Regions from separate parts of the Rattus norvegicus genome. Here region 1 is linked to region 2. Evidence: chromatin contacts called from public Hi-C data. All regions are on one chromosome and are shown on one strand. The core of a region is the stretch at or near the end of the contact, and the rest is flanking DNA. Distances in the headings are between cores, read along the strand shown. Region 1 has its middle 76 kb from the start of Atp1b1. Region 2 holds the start of Atp1b1 (ATPase Na+/K+ transporting subunit beta 1).

The links. Hi-C and Micro-C count contacts between places; a contact is called where the count stands out from the background.
Region 1: a contact with region 2 is called in a Hi-C map of kidney, with 3 times the contacts expected there. The contact joins the enhancer-like site here to the promoter of Atp1b1 in region 2. A contact is called at or near these places in 2 of 12 Hi-C or Micro-C datasets (the A7r5 cell line and kidney).

Annotation. Positions count from the first base shown.
Region 1 is chr13:79,412,623-79,419,689 of GRCr8, forward strand. No RefSeq gene overlaps it. Among named protein-coding and RNA genes, the nearest start is that of Atp1b1, 76 kb to the left of the region's middle. Within about 2 kb of position 1,694, at least 7 of the 93 cell types and tissues checked have an H3K27ac peak or open chromatin away from gene starts, as enhancers often do. A contact at or near this core is called in kidney, where this site is marked.
Region 2 is chr13:79,334,764-79,342,154 of GRCr8, forward strand. It overlaps Atp1b1 (ATPase Na+/K+ transporting subunit beta 1), which reads right to left and starts at 5,463. Exons shown (of 6, transcript NM_013113.2): 1 at 5,231-5,463; 2 at 1,023-1,151. The coding sequence starts at 5,327.

The sequences.
Region 1 (7,067 bases), core at 444-2,943, 74 kb after region 2:
AGGACCCAGGGATTATCTTCAAATGTTTACGTTATTCATAAGAAGAAAAGAAGACCAACAGCTGTGAAACTGACAGATGACCAAGTAGACATCAGGCAGTCCACTTCGTGAACTCGAAAATGATGTAATGCAGTATTTACTCTGTGAGGATCTGGTGAAGAGGGTGCACTAGTGTGTGAGAGCTGTGCTCCAAGGAAATGCCAGGATGCCCAGGGCACCCTTGGAATGGAATGGGGGTTAAAGGCAAAGAGAACTCTGGATGTGGGTGATCAGTGTGAACACAAGCAAAGAGGCAGAGTTCAGGTGACATGAGAGGGGACAGAGCAGTAGTGACCTGGGCAGGCCAGGCCATTGAAGACAGGATTGAGTGACCTTGAAAACCAGGCCAAGGATGAACATCTGGTCTGGGTTTAGCTTCAGAGTATAAAATCTGTCAAAGTAGACCAAAATTGGTACCAAATCTCAGAAATTATGGATTTTTGTTTTCAACAAAGGGTCCTTGGAGTTTCCCTAACGTCACCTCTGATGTCACAGCCAAGAAGATCGTTGTAAGCAAGCATCTGGTCCACTGTCAGGCTCACATAGGCACCTGGCACACACAGTCACTGCCACTGAGCCCAGTGTTTGCATCTATGGCCAAAGAAAGTAGGTGAATCTCAAAATAGAACGTCTACAGTTTCCTATTTGGGGAATAAACGTTTCAGTTTCACATGCCACACTGCTTCCTCTAAGGACATTTCCAACTTGTTCAATGTAGCTCAAACTGATTTTCGACTTGCTCTATGGCAGAGGATGACCCAAAACTTTTGATCCTTCTGCCTCAACCTCCGAAATACTGAGATTATGTGCATGCGCCGTCATGTCTACTTTATTACATGCTGGGGTTGGATGGAGGACTTTGTGTATACAAAGCAGGCACTGTGACCACTGAATTACATCCCTTGCCCTGGTGCCCTGTATTAAAACAAGCATCCCATATGATTTTTATACCCACCGATCTTTCAAGACCCCTATCCCAGGGCAAGTCCTGATGGCTTAAACCATGTCTTAGAGCTGCCTTCTCCAGCCCAGCTTTCTCTTGGGCTTCCTGGCTCCCTGGCTCCATCATCTTCAGTCGTCAGCCCAGGGCACGGAAGGCAGCCTTTGCTTGCTTCTTGCAAGCTTTCCGTTCTGTACCATTTGACCCTCCCCACCTTTGCATCGACAGGGCACTTCCCCATTATCTTCCCTTTCCCTTTCTTGGGTGCTTTTATGCCTATTTCCTCTTCCTTAGTCCTCTGCTTTCTACTTTTTAAAGAAAAAACAAAACCAAAAATAGACAAATAGACAAAAAACGTTGATGGTTGGCTTGACTTCCTGTCTCCCCCGCCCATTCCATGGTGCAGCAACATGGGTGTGTGACGTGCATTGAGCTTAGGTGTTGAGAAAGCAAAGCTCTGATCCAAGGATGGGGCCAACAGCTCAGGGCACGCAGCTCTGACACTGGAAGCTACTCCAGGAGGACAGAAGATGCCACAGACGATGCCACGGGACATGGGCAGGGTTGTAGTGGGAGTGGGTGGGATCAGGGAGGGTCAGATGATAGAAGAAGTTTCATGAGGAAGTAGATCTAGGAGCCCAGCGTGGATGGCTGAGCAGGGCAGGACAGGGCAGGGCTTACAACACCATATACACCTGTTCTTTGTCTCCCTGGGATCTCTGTGTGGGTGAGTTAATGATCAACTAAGTTACAAGTGTGAGCTGTTGCTTGGGCACCTCCCTAGTCATATTTCCCCAAGTGCTTGCTCTAGGGCTCCACAGCCTCGGATTTTTAGGCTCTAGACTTAAAGGAAGCACTCAGTAAATCCCACAGAAGAAAATCCTTAGTCCTGCAGGACCCATGTGGGCTTTCCCCAGACCTTCCTCATATACCCAGTTGCAGAAGTCAGGATTCCCACTGAGAAAGCCTAAGGCAAAATGCAGCATCAACCGAGAAGAAAGATGAGTTTGTTTGGGCAATATAATCTAACCAATGCTTACACTAAGGCTTGTTGCTTATGTGTGAACCCAGGTTCCGGCACATGTAAGTGCTTTGTGCACTCTCATGCTTACTTTTTAGAAAGCAATCCCCTATCTTCTGTATGCTTCTACTTCCCATCCTTTTCCACAAGGCACTATGTTGGGCCTTTTGAGACCCCTTGCAAGGAGGTCTTTCTGTCAGAACCCCTCAGAGGAAAACCAGGGACAAGAGAGCACAGGTCCCATACTTCCTGGATGCAGGCAGGGTTGTCAGAACCCAGGATGTATGACTGGTCTTAAAGGCTTGGTTTGTTAGTGTTCTGTACTTGCTATAGGGACAGGTGGCTCATAAAATAATCCCCAGGCAGGAGGTAGAAGAGGCTCGACGATTGGTTATTTCCAGAGCAGCACTGAAGATCTGGAGCTGAAACTTGAGATTATTGTCTGTGCCTGAAGGAGTCAGGCGTCTGGTTCATCTTATTTCCTTCATAGTATCAGTTTTCCCCAGATATTTCATGCCCACCAACCCCTCACCCAGAAGTGTGTATTCCTTAGGGTTAGGGTAACCCTGGGCACAGGGCCTGTCCTGCTATCCCTGCCCTAAAGGTGGGAGCAGTTACTTGATATTTCCTACAGATACAGACTCTGAATTTGAATGTGAATTTCCACATCTTTTGCAAGCTGTCTTCTAGAAGCGTGAGGGAGGCCTTGACATTGCTGTGTTGCCTGAACACACTTGGTCTGGACCAAGCCTCTTCTTGTTCATTCTCTCTCCACCTCCACACTAGGGTGCCAGTCACACCTGGCCTCCTCCTGCATGTCTCTTAACCTTCCAAACCAGCGTGGTTCGAAATAAATCTCAGCTCTCCTTGTCTGTCTGTCACCTGCTTTCTGTCCATCCTCTATGTTTCTGTAGTTTCATGTACTCAATCCTGTTCCTCTTCTGTGGGTTACCATTAGGTGTTTACCCCTCTGTTCGCAGAGGCTTGTCTAGGGAAGAACTCCATGCATCTTTAATGCTGGCTCCAGGGTCTGCCTCTAGGTGCTAGCACAGTGAGCTCTCAGGAGTAACAGTTTTATCCTGACAGTGTTTCCAGAATCTTGACACCCCCCTCACCTCCCTCACTGACCTACAAGGTAGGTAACTAGAAAGGAGACTTCTGGGTAAATTAGTCTGCCATCTGCTAATAGAGCCACACTTAAATCTCTGCAGCTAGTTGAATTCTGAGTGACAGAAACGCTCCCAAGAAACATAGAGATCTGTAGTGGTTAGGCTGTACTCTGAACCCAACTTCACTGTGGTAACTATCCCATCCATCCATCCATCCATCCATCCATCCATCCATCCATCCATCCATCCATTTCTTTTCTTGGTTACTCTTCTTAAAGAACCACCCCTCTGTTGATGTTGATCAAAGCACTATTTATTTCCATCATGAGCTTAATAATAACCAGCAGCTATTTATCTACTTGGCTACTGCCTGCTTTCCTTACCTACCCTCCCCCCCCCACAGCGAGTTATAATGCAGACCCCTTGGAGACAGAGATCATGCCTGAGGTTTGTGCTTTAGTACTTTAGGTGCTGGCTCCAGTATGAGGGATGAATAATCAAATGTCCAAACATTCATTTTATGATGAGCACGTGTCAGACTCTGAGCTAGGGACAGCCAGTACTGCAGATACCAGACCGACTTCTGTTTTCAGTAGCACTCCTCCCCCATAGCAGGTGGGTGAAAGGGGAGGGAAATTGCGATTACAACACAGAACGACAAACATGATGGTTATGGGAGGTGGAGGTGGAGGAGGAGGAAGGGGAGGAAGAGAAGGGGGAGGAGGAGGAGGAAGAGGAGGAGGAGGAGGAGGAGGAAGAGGAGGAAGAGGAGGAAGAGGAAGAGGAGGAAGAGGAGGAAGAGGAGGAAGAGGAGGAGGAGGAGGAGGAGGAAGAGGAGGAGGAGGAGGAGGATGATTAATCCAGACTGAGAAGGAGGTAGGGTCAGGCAAGTTCCAGGTTTGGGTTGAAGCTTGAAAGAAAGAAGACTGCCAGGTAAATGAGATGAAGAGGGCATTGGGGGTGGGGGTGGGGTGCGGATGCCTCAGCATCACGCTTACAAGCTCAGAGAGAAGATGAACAGAAGCGCGGCCATGCCAGAGCCCGTGCTGGCTGTCCCTGTGGGGATGAGGGATATGGGCCAAAATAGAGACCCTGAGTGAAGAAAGTGAAGTGCTGTCTGGCACATGACTCCTACTCCTAACAATACTTCCTTCTCCCTACATTGTTGTGGGGTGAGCAGAGAAGTTTTTGGTGTGATCCTACCCAGTGGCCCAGATGCATACACCATAGGGAACATTGGCTCTCCCTGTAGGAGATGCCATGCTAAGGAAAGCCTTGATGACAGACAGACCTATGGAGAACAGCCTGAGTCAGCGGTCAGCCAAGGGGTGGGAGAAAAGCAGAGAATACCAACTTGGTTCCTGAAAGAACTAAGATGACGAACTTTGGGCAATGCCTTTTGAGACTCTTGGTGCCTTGGGAAGTTTGGAAAACTGGGGTGGGAGAGGGATGACCAGACAACAGTCGCCTCTGCCCCTCCACCCCTTATTGCTTTCTGTAGCTAATACTGAAGTCATATGTGACATACTGTAATCACTAGGAATGTGACAGTGAACAGTGTGGTGTGTGTGTGTGTGTGTGTGTGTGTGTGTGTGTGTGTGTGTGTGTGCGCGCGCGCGCGCGCGCGCGTGTGTAATGGGTAACGAAGAGCACAGTGACAACACTATGAATGAGTGAAACAGAGCAGAGCTGGTAAGATGTTACAAAGGTGTTGTGTGTAGGGAGGGGCTGCTGAGGGAGAGGGAGCAGGAATGGCCTCACTTGAAGAGGTGACATAAGAACAGAACACCAAACACAGCCGTTTTCTCCCTCTTCAATTCCTTGTCACCTCTGGGCTTCGTCTTTATGTACTTGGCAATGTGGTTATGTCGGTGAGGATTTCATAAAGTACAGGTGGTAGTGGGTCATGCTCTCGTGCTCTCGTGTTCCCCATATAGCTTGCTTCACTAATGTCTCCCTTATAGAAGCATTTAAGGGGAAAAGTAGGAGCTTAGAAATTCTCGAAACGGAAAGCAAAAGAACACTGGTCTTATCTAAATCCATTCAAACCTAAGATTCTTCAGGGGAGTGTCAAGGATCAGAGACCGTTCCCAGCGCCGGAAGCTGAGGGAGGAGGCACAGGCACTTCATTTAAGGAAGCTGAGTGTTCAGGGAGGGATAGGGCTAGGAACTGAGAGTCAGAGTCAAGGTCATCTCCTGCTGTGGGATTAGAGTAGGAGGAGAGGGAGTTGCAGGAAGGGAGTTTAAGGAAGCAGGTTCTTAAGCCGAGAAAGAAATTAGGGAAACGACACCCTTCATAATAGACCCAAATAATATAAAGTACCTCGGTGTGACTTTAACCAAGCAAGTAAAAGATCTGTACAATAAGAACTTCAAGACACTGAGGAAAGAAATTGAAGAAGACCTCAGAAGATGGAAAGATCTCCCATGCTCATGGATTGGCAGGATTAATATGGTAAAAATGGCCATTTTACCAAAAGCAATCTACAGATTCAATGCAATCCCCATCAAAATACCAATCCAATTCTTCAAAGAGTTAGACAGAACAATTTGCAAATTCATCTGGAATAACAAAAAACCCAGGATAGCTAAAGCTATCCTCAACAATAAAAGGACTTCAGGGGGAATCACTATCCCTGAACTCAAGCAGTATTACAGAGCAATAGTGATAAAAACTGCATGGTATTGGTACAGAGACAGACAGATAGACCAATGGAATAGAATTGAAGACCCAGAAATGAACCCACACACCTATGGTCACTTGATTTTTGACAAAGGAGCCAAAACCATCCAATGGATAAAAGATAGTATTTTCAGCAAATGGTGCTGGTTCAACTGGAGGGCAACATGTAGAAGAATGCAGATCGATCCATCCTTATCACCCTGTACAAGTTTATGAAATTCGTAGGCAAATGGTTGGAACTGGAAAATATCATCCTGAGTGAGCTAACCCAATCACAGAAAGACATACATGGTATGCACTCATTGATAAGTGGCTATTAGCCCAAATGCTTGAATTACCCTAGATCCCTAGAACAAACGAAACTCAAGACGGATGATCAAAATGTGAATGCTTCACTCCTTCTTTAAATGAGGAAAAAGAATACCCTTGGCAGGGAAGGGAGAGGCAAAGATTAAAACAGAGACTGAAGGAACACCCATTCAGAGCCTGCCCCACATGTGGCCCATACATATACAGCCACCCAATTAGACAAGATGGATGAAGCAAAGAAGTGCAGACCGACAGGAGCCGGATGTAGATCTCTCCTGAGAGACACAGCCAGAATACAGCAAATATAGAGGCGAATGCCAGCAGCAAACCACTGAACTGAGAATAGGATCCCCTATTGAAGGAATCAGAGAAAGAACTGGAAGAGCTTGAAGGGGCTCGAGACCCCAAAAGTACAACAATGCCAAGCAACCAGAGCTTCCAGGGACTAAGCCACTACCTAAAGACTATACATGGACTGACCCTGGACTCTGACCCCATAGGTAGCAATGAATATCCTAGTAAGAGCACCAGTGGAAGGGGAAGCCCTGGGTCCTGCTAAGACTGAACCCCCAGTGAACTAGACTGTTGGGGGGAGGGCGGCAATGGGGGGAGGGTTGGGAGGGGAACACCCATAAGGAAGGGGAGGGGGGAGGGGGATGTTTGCCCGGAAACCGGGATAAGGGAATAACACTCGAAATGTATATAAGAAATACTCAAGTTAATAAAAAAAAAAAAAAGGAAGCAGGTTCTTGCAACAGAGTCTTGCAATAGTGTGGTGCGCATGCCTTGAGTTTCTGGTGCTGACTTATCTCTGCCTGACCAAGCCCCAACAGTTGCTGCTTTTCCTTTCTCTCATAGAAATGGATGTCTTACAGACTCCACCTAAACACTCTTAACATTTATTTTTCCCCGGACATATTTTGTTATTATTATTTTTTATCCCAACTACATTGACCCTATAATAGT
Region 2 (7,391 bases), core at 4,213-6,712:
TGCTCCGACCTTCCCTAAGACCCACCTTTCGGTACACAGAAGAGCTGCAGGAGTCTGTGGATCACGAAACAGGTCAGGTCGTTGCATATACTCACACGTTCTCTTTTTTCACTTCCCACCTACGTGTATCTGAAAACACCCTGGGTCTTCCCTTGTGCCCAGAGGACTGTTGACTTAGTTCCGTGAGATCCTGTTTGCCACCTGTGCATTCTGCACTTTCTTCCTCCTCGTACCCAAGGAAAAGTGCAAGACACGTCTTCGACAGGCCCTGCTCCGGGTTTGCACATGCCCAAGACTGTCACCTACGGATGGCTGTTTCCAAACTGAACCCTTGCCCGCACAAGACACCACACTGCCACCCCCAGCTGCAACCTCAAGGTCATTTATAAAGTGAGAACTGAAAGTTATACAATACACAACTCATTCCTGCTCTCCCAGCTCTGTCCTCCAGGCGGAAGAACCAAATGGAGGACTGCCTTTCCTATGAAGATCTTTTTTTACCTCTCTTTTTTAGAGAGAACCGAGACAGCCAAACGGGAAAGAGGGCTCACAAAACCCTAAGGGTATTTGAGGTATGTGAAGAGGGTGTTTGTGTTCAAGGTCAAATCAACAGGAGAGAGAATGACCCCCTGAAATCATGGTTCCTCTGTGAGCATGACGTTTTTAAGGATTTATCACAAGTGAAAAAAAAATGTATTAGAGCCAAAAAGGCCCTAGAATGAACCCGCTGACCAAGCGCTTGAGTGTTAAGGCTAAGGAGAGTGAAGCCCCCAACAGGGCCTGATGTCAGTCACACAGTGGGGCTGCGTGTACCACCTTCACCCCAGAGCTGTGTAAGTCAGACATCTGCAGTCAGACATCTGGCGCTCAGCCGCAATGCGGGCAGAAGCCATAACTGCAGCACCGCTCCCGATTCCTCCCCATGCTTAGCTTGAAGCTCTACTGCCCAGTTTTCTGAAGGTGTCTTCTCCGCTGGATGTGGAACCCTTTCATCTCTGGAGAAGCCCCTCCCTGGGTTTTACCTGGCGGGGCCACACGGTCCTGGTACGTGGGTTTCAGCTCACTGATGGTAAGCAGCATCACTTGGATGGTCCCGATGAAGATGCCGGCCAGGCAGCCATAGAATATCACGTAGAACAGAAGGATCTTAACTGTGGGGAGAACAGACAAGAGACGGCTGTGATGTAGTCACGGGCTCTTCCTGGTTCCTCTTCAGCCTGTTTCTCTACTGATCAAAAGAGGGAGCCACACTTTTTTGGAAGGCACAGGTGGAGAAATGCTCTACTGTAGCTGAAAGGCTAACAGGAAGTCACTTCCTTTTCAGAACAGAAAATCAGCAGCAAACCTGCAGTTGCGTTCACACGCTTACGCAATGCATCTGATACTTGGCCGTGTGTCCCCTTAGGGGCGTCACTCGCCTGTCCCCCAAACCCTGAGATGACTAAGAACAACCAACTCAAAAACACAGGTGGAGCTCTCCTTCACAAGTCGATGTCTACAAAGCACTGTCTTTTCCTTCAAGGACACAGGGCGGCAACTGGAACCAATCGAACGTACAAAGGAAACCCTATGGTACAAAGGCCGCCATCTTTACCTCATCATCTGACCAGAAGAGTAAGGACTGCTTGTGTAAGCTACATTTTCTTTTTCTCGCGGTTTAACAATAAGCAGGCTGAAATAGCTACAAATGAACTTTAAAAATAAAAAAGCAAGCAAACAAACCAAAACCACCTTGAACCAACATGAAGCCAGTAGGCTGGAATCAGGCTATCAGTTACTGATATACAAGGATTATCTCTCCGATTAGCAGAACAGTAACAGGCTGTACTAGGCATCGCCTGGCTGTGCTGAGCCAGTCAAACGCCTCATCTAGATGGGAAAAGTGGAAGCAAGAGACCTGAAAGGTTATCAGAAACATGGCTGCAAAGGGGGGCACAGGTTCCTTCTAAAGGGTCCCTGGGAAAGCCACAGGGTGAAGGGATTATTGAAAAGGCATATATGTACATGCTGGGAGGGGGCCAGGAATGAAGTGGACATGAGAGTTGTGGAAATGAGCAACGCAGCCCTCGCCATACATGGAAAAACACCAGCTTTCCCCTCAGGAATACACACTTCAAGACAGCAGTGTTACAGAGCTATTGAAACAAACCAGACACACATAAAAGTCCACACAAAACGTTGAACCTCATCCCTTGTCTCCCCGACATAAAGATACAGGCAAAGATGAGAAGAGAGGAGGCTGCATCATCTAGAACCACAGCCCCGCCCCCCCCACTTCTGTCCCTTCCTCCCGGCATGACAAGGGTTAAATGCTGCATTTGGTATCCAGGCAGCAGTAGGCAAATGGCAAGCTTGTGACGTCAAGGGATCTGGAAAATTTTTTCCAGCGAACGAAGAGGTACAGAGTTGGTATAACCCAGTCGGCGAGAAAGCCCAAGAGCCTGGCTTCTCGGCTGCTGTCTTGTCGTGTTGCCCTTCCAATGCCACCCTGGGTGCTCTTAGCTTAGCCACATTTGCCTCTCCTAACAACTACCACCTTTCTACTCATATCCTGGACTCCAGGTAGATAATCCTAACCTTAAAAGGCACAGAACCGAGGCTACTATTTAAAAGACAAATTGAAGGAAAAATTAGTCATTTTACAAGCGCAATGATTACGCTCAAGAACATATACACCTTTTCCATTCTGCCCACAGAATACCAAAGCTGAGTGAGGGGTTCTGCTGCTGCTGGACACTGATTTGGTAAGCCTGTCACTGCAGTAAAGTCACTCGGTTAGACAGCGCAGCAATGAGCTTTAGAGAGCTCAGGCAATGGACTCCCCAAGACCAAGGCTACCGGTGGCACGAGAAACAGACACAAAGGCTAGGTTATTCCCACCAACCGGCTGGATGGCATGATGTTGGGGGCTGGGGTGTGTCAGCTTTAGGGGCATTTTTTATCCTATAAAGCAAATTTTCTTTTTCCTTCTGTATTTAAAGAACAAGGAACACCAGGAGTTTTGGATATATATATATATATATATATATATATATATATATATATATATATCCTTTAAAATGCCAAAAATAAGGTTTAAAAAGTGGCCTGGGGGAACCAATGGCAAAAATAAAAATCTGCCAACATATGTATTAACTTAATTAAAAGATAGAAAGCACTAAGTGATTTGTAAATTGTGATCTCTCCAGCAGGTGACAGGCTCGAGCCTCTGCCGTCCATCTTGGTGAAAAATCTACCTATAAGCAAAACGGAGCCAAGGGCATCCTGCCCTGGTCCCAAGGGCATCTATCTATGTTGGGCCCAGAGCTGGAAAGGGGGTCTCTCTCTCTCTCTCTCTCTCTCTCTCTCTCTCTCTCTCTCTTATAGGAACCGCTCTCCATTTCTCCACTGGCTGCCTCAGACAGCTCTGCCATTTCTTACATTGTCAAAAGGGCAGACAGGACTAGCACAGAACACAAACTGGGTTTCGTGCTTAGCCCCCCACAAAATGGAAGATGAGTTATGACGGCTGCTTCCTAGGTCCGTGGGATGTGACCATCGAGACCACACAGGCTCATTCTCTCTCTGCCTCTCTGTTAAGGAAGGGCTGTCCCATTAAATGTCGGTTTAAAGAACAAACTGTTCCATACTGCCTTCCTTACCCTCTAAAGCAAATATTATTCAAAGAAGGAGTGTGAGATTGGAATGAGGAAAGAAAGATGTTTTAAGAAGTGGAAAAACACTAGAGGGCAAATTTCACGAGGTACCAGGAGTCAGTGCCACCCCCTGGTCCTGTGATGCTACAACAGACCACCAGGGAAAGCAGCCAGCCCCAGTTAGGCTGGGAGGAGGGGCCAATTCCGCAGTGCACCTCATAGGCCTCCTAGCTGAGTTACAGAGTTGCTGGAAATGGCCCTGGCTGTTCATCCTGTACATACCTCACATTTCTTCAGGTTTCTCCTTCCCACACTACAGAAACACAGGGACGCTATGGGCATACGCCCATGAAGAACAGTCTCCCCAAATAAAACGGAATATAAAGCGGAATAAAAAGCCATCAATTTAAGACTCCATTTTCCCATGGCTCAGGGATGCCTATGCGACCTAGCAATACGGTGGAATGAAAGAGGCTTCACCTTGACTAACCTTGACGTCTGATGCATTATTAACCCTTTATTTTTGTCACTTGAGAGGCTCTCTAACTGCATTTTTTTTCTTTAGAGGAAAAAAAAAAATCATTCATCCCGGCTTCTTCCTTTTCAAAATGTCAGCCAAGCGCTGTTTCCCTGACTCATTCTCCAGTCTATTTCTATAGACCCTCCCCAAACAGGAACACCGCATCGCTAGTTTTCAGGGTTCCCTTAGTAACTGCAATGCTGCTATAGGGGAGGGAGGGGGAAGGAGGCAAAAGAGGAGGCAGAGGTGATGGTGGTGATGGTGATACTGAAGGAGGGGGCAATGATGCAGCAGAGGGGAGTTCCCTCCCTCCCTTCCGCAGTCACGACTCACGGATTTGTCTACAACTATGCCCTTCAAAATGACCTTTAAAAAAACAAACCTATCAACCTTTCCGGTGCAAGGAAGTTAAAAAAAAAAAAACACAAATACGATATCTAATTTTCAATGGGATATGAGGGGATTCCAGCCAATGAAGCAACAGGCGGCATGAAATGTTCTAATATAACCTGTTTCTTCATCTGTATCATAAAGATCTTTAAAGAAAACGTCGCGTGTCTAGCCAAGGCTTAAAAACGGGCCGTGATAATGGAGCTCACTGGGCCATTTCTGGGCTGCGAAGATTGCAGTGTATGAGGATTGCAGTGTGGGTGCATTTCTCCTCCCCGTTCCTCTCCATTCTAGATACAGTTCTAGGCTGGGAGAATGATGCTATCGCAGCATCGTCTGCATTAGAACAGGTAAGCTCATGAGTTCTGCTCACAGCCCCAAATCTCATTTTTCTAAGGTCTTTGGGGATGGAGAGGGAGGAACCTGACCGAAGATTCCCTACCATGCCCAAAACCTTCAGTCTAGCTAGCTTCAGCTCCCAACCCAAGCCGCATTCTGAGGACCCCCTGCATTTGTCACTGGATGCCAAGCCCAGGCCGCGCGCTCCTAGCAGCGCCTACCACCAATCCCCAACACCCTGGACAGCCCCGTGGGCGCCGAACTGTCCGCAGTGTCCGCGTACACGGATGCGCCTCCTAGAAAAAGCCAAGGCGCCGACGGCGAAAGCCGCGGAGCGCTTACTTACACCAACTACCACCGGTCCTGCCCAAAAACTCCTTCTTCTCCGAGTTCCAGATGAATTTCTTCCAGCTGCCTTCCTCCTTGGCTTTTCCGCGGGCCATGGTGTCTGCTCAGCAGTGGCGGCCGAGGCCGAGGGAAAGCGAGTGCTGCGCGCGCCCTGGCGTCCTCGCGGCGACTGCTCGGTGTCCCCGCGGCCCGGCTCTGTCTCCAAAGGCGAGACGCGCCGCTGCCGCTGCGGCTCTCCGAGTGCGAGGCGCGCCGCGGAGCAGCCTAAGCAGAGCGGGAGGAGGGGGAGGTGCGGCGGGGGCGGAGGGAGGAGGGAGGAGGGAGGAGGGCGCGCGCGGGCTGGGCGGCTCCGAGCCCCGCACCTAGAGGTGGGCGCGTGGCCGCACTCCTGCTCTCCCCGCGCTCCGATCGCCTCCCGGGGGGCTCAGCGAACCCCGCAGCTGCTGCTTCAAGCTGTAGCTGCACCACTCTGCCTGCTATGACCTCTGGCGAGATGGACCAGGGACAAGGAGGGAAAGTCACCGGGAAGGACGAAAGGAGTGGAGCGCGGGCTCGGCACGCGGGCGCGCAGGCCAGCAGCAGGAGAAATTGGCTGAGGGCGCACGCCCTACCTTTACTATATACCGCGCCTCCACCATCCGTAGCTCCGCCTACCGGCGGCACCGCAGGCCAATCGCCGGTGCCGAGAAGGCGGGGCCTGAGCCCCGAAGGGGCGGGCGTGGGGCCGGCACAAAGGAGCCGGCTAGGCTAGAGGGGCTGGCACAGCAGCAGTGGTGCGGAGAGGGACTTGGGGTGAGTGAGTAGTGCTCCCGAAGCTCTGCTGGCCCTCTCTCCGCCCCAAGCTGTGCCTGGACAACCCACCCTTGCCCCCCGCGCGGGCGCCGATGCTGTGGCCTCCACCTGCGTCGCTCTCTGGGAGCCTCGGAGACCCCAATCCCTTCCTCCTATTGGTCTTACCCCCGTACTCCTGGTTTGGGTTTACTGCAAGTCCACCTTCCCTAGGCCCTGGCTAGGTGGGGGAAGGTCACTCCAGGACGCTAGTGACTCTGCCCAGCTCTGCTCCGCCTCTCTGCTTGTGCACCTGCCGCCCCCTCGCACTCTCTGCCACTGCGGTTGCAGTTCCGGCCCGTCCCTCTCCTGCAGGCCAGCCCAGCGGGCAGCCTCGGTTCCTGACTCCTGGTCTGTGCTTCTTGTGGGCGGCTTGAACCACCTCAATCCGGACAATTGCCAAACCCACCCTGGGCTGTAGCTGGTAACCGGTTGTGGCTCCTGCCAGTCTAGACCCCGGGGAACAATTTATGCACGTGACCCAGCCACCTAAGACTCTCCCAGCCCAGGTCTGTGGCTGGTCTTCCCGTTGGCTTATTGTTATATCTCACTGGGGGCACCCCTACCCTATACTGTAGAATTCTTGGAATAATAGCACTTGGGAAGACCCAGCTCAGGTATCAAGATGTCGCAGAGCTCAGTGTTGGACATGAACTGCTTCCAATTCTTTCCATCCTTGTTGCCTGAAAAAACACTCTTATTTTCATCCACTGAGCCCCTGAGCAGCTTCCCACACAGCTCTTATGGTGATGACACAGCAGAAAACATGGCGATGCTTCTGCAGTGGCTGCAGAAAAGCCTGTCCCTGAAGCGACCTGGCCGGTTGTGGAAAAAGCTAGCTTCTTATCAAAGACCTTCCCAACACAAGAGATGGTTTCCCAAGGCACCCTGCCATTTTCAAGGTCAACCTTGCAGGCCCAAGGACAGGATCCCAGGGATGCAAAATGAGCTTTTTCCCTCATTAATCTCACTTGCAAGACTGAAGAAAACCTGAAAATCCCCAAAATTCAGGGGAATCGCTACAACCTAGTCTCACTGAGTCCACAGGGGCTGCTGACCTGCTGTGTCAAGGACAACCTTGAGAGCAGCTTGTTGAGAAAGAAGTCACTCCTGCTTTGCCCCTGCAGCGTTTATTTTGGAAAAACCCCAAGTTTGTGGTTGGTAAGCTATTGGAAGAGACTATACCTGTAGATTCTATGCCACTATTTCTAGGCAGAACTTACATCCAGCAGACCACTGAGAAAGATATATATATCTTACACACTGGGAGTGTGTAAGAGGGAGGAAACTCTGTGGGCAGAATCAGAAAAAAGAAAAAAAAACATAAGGGA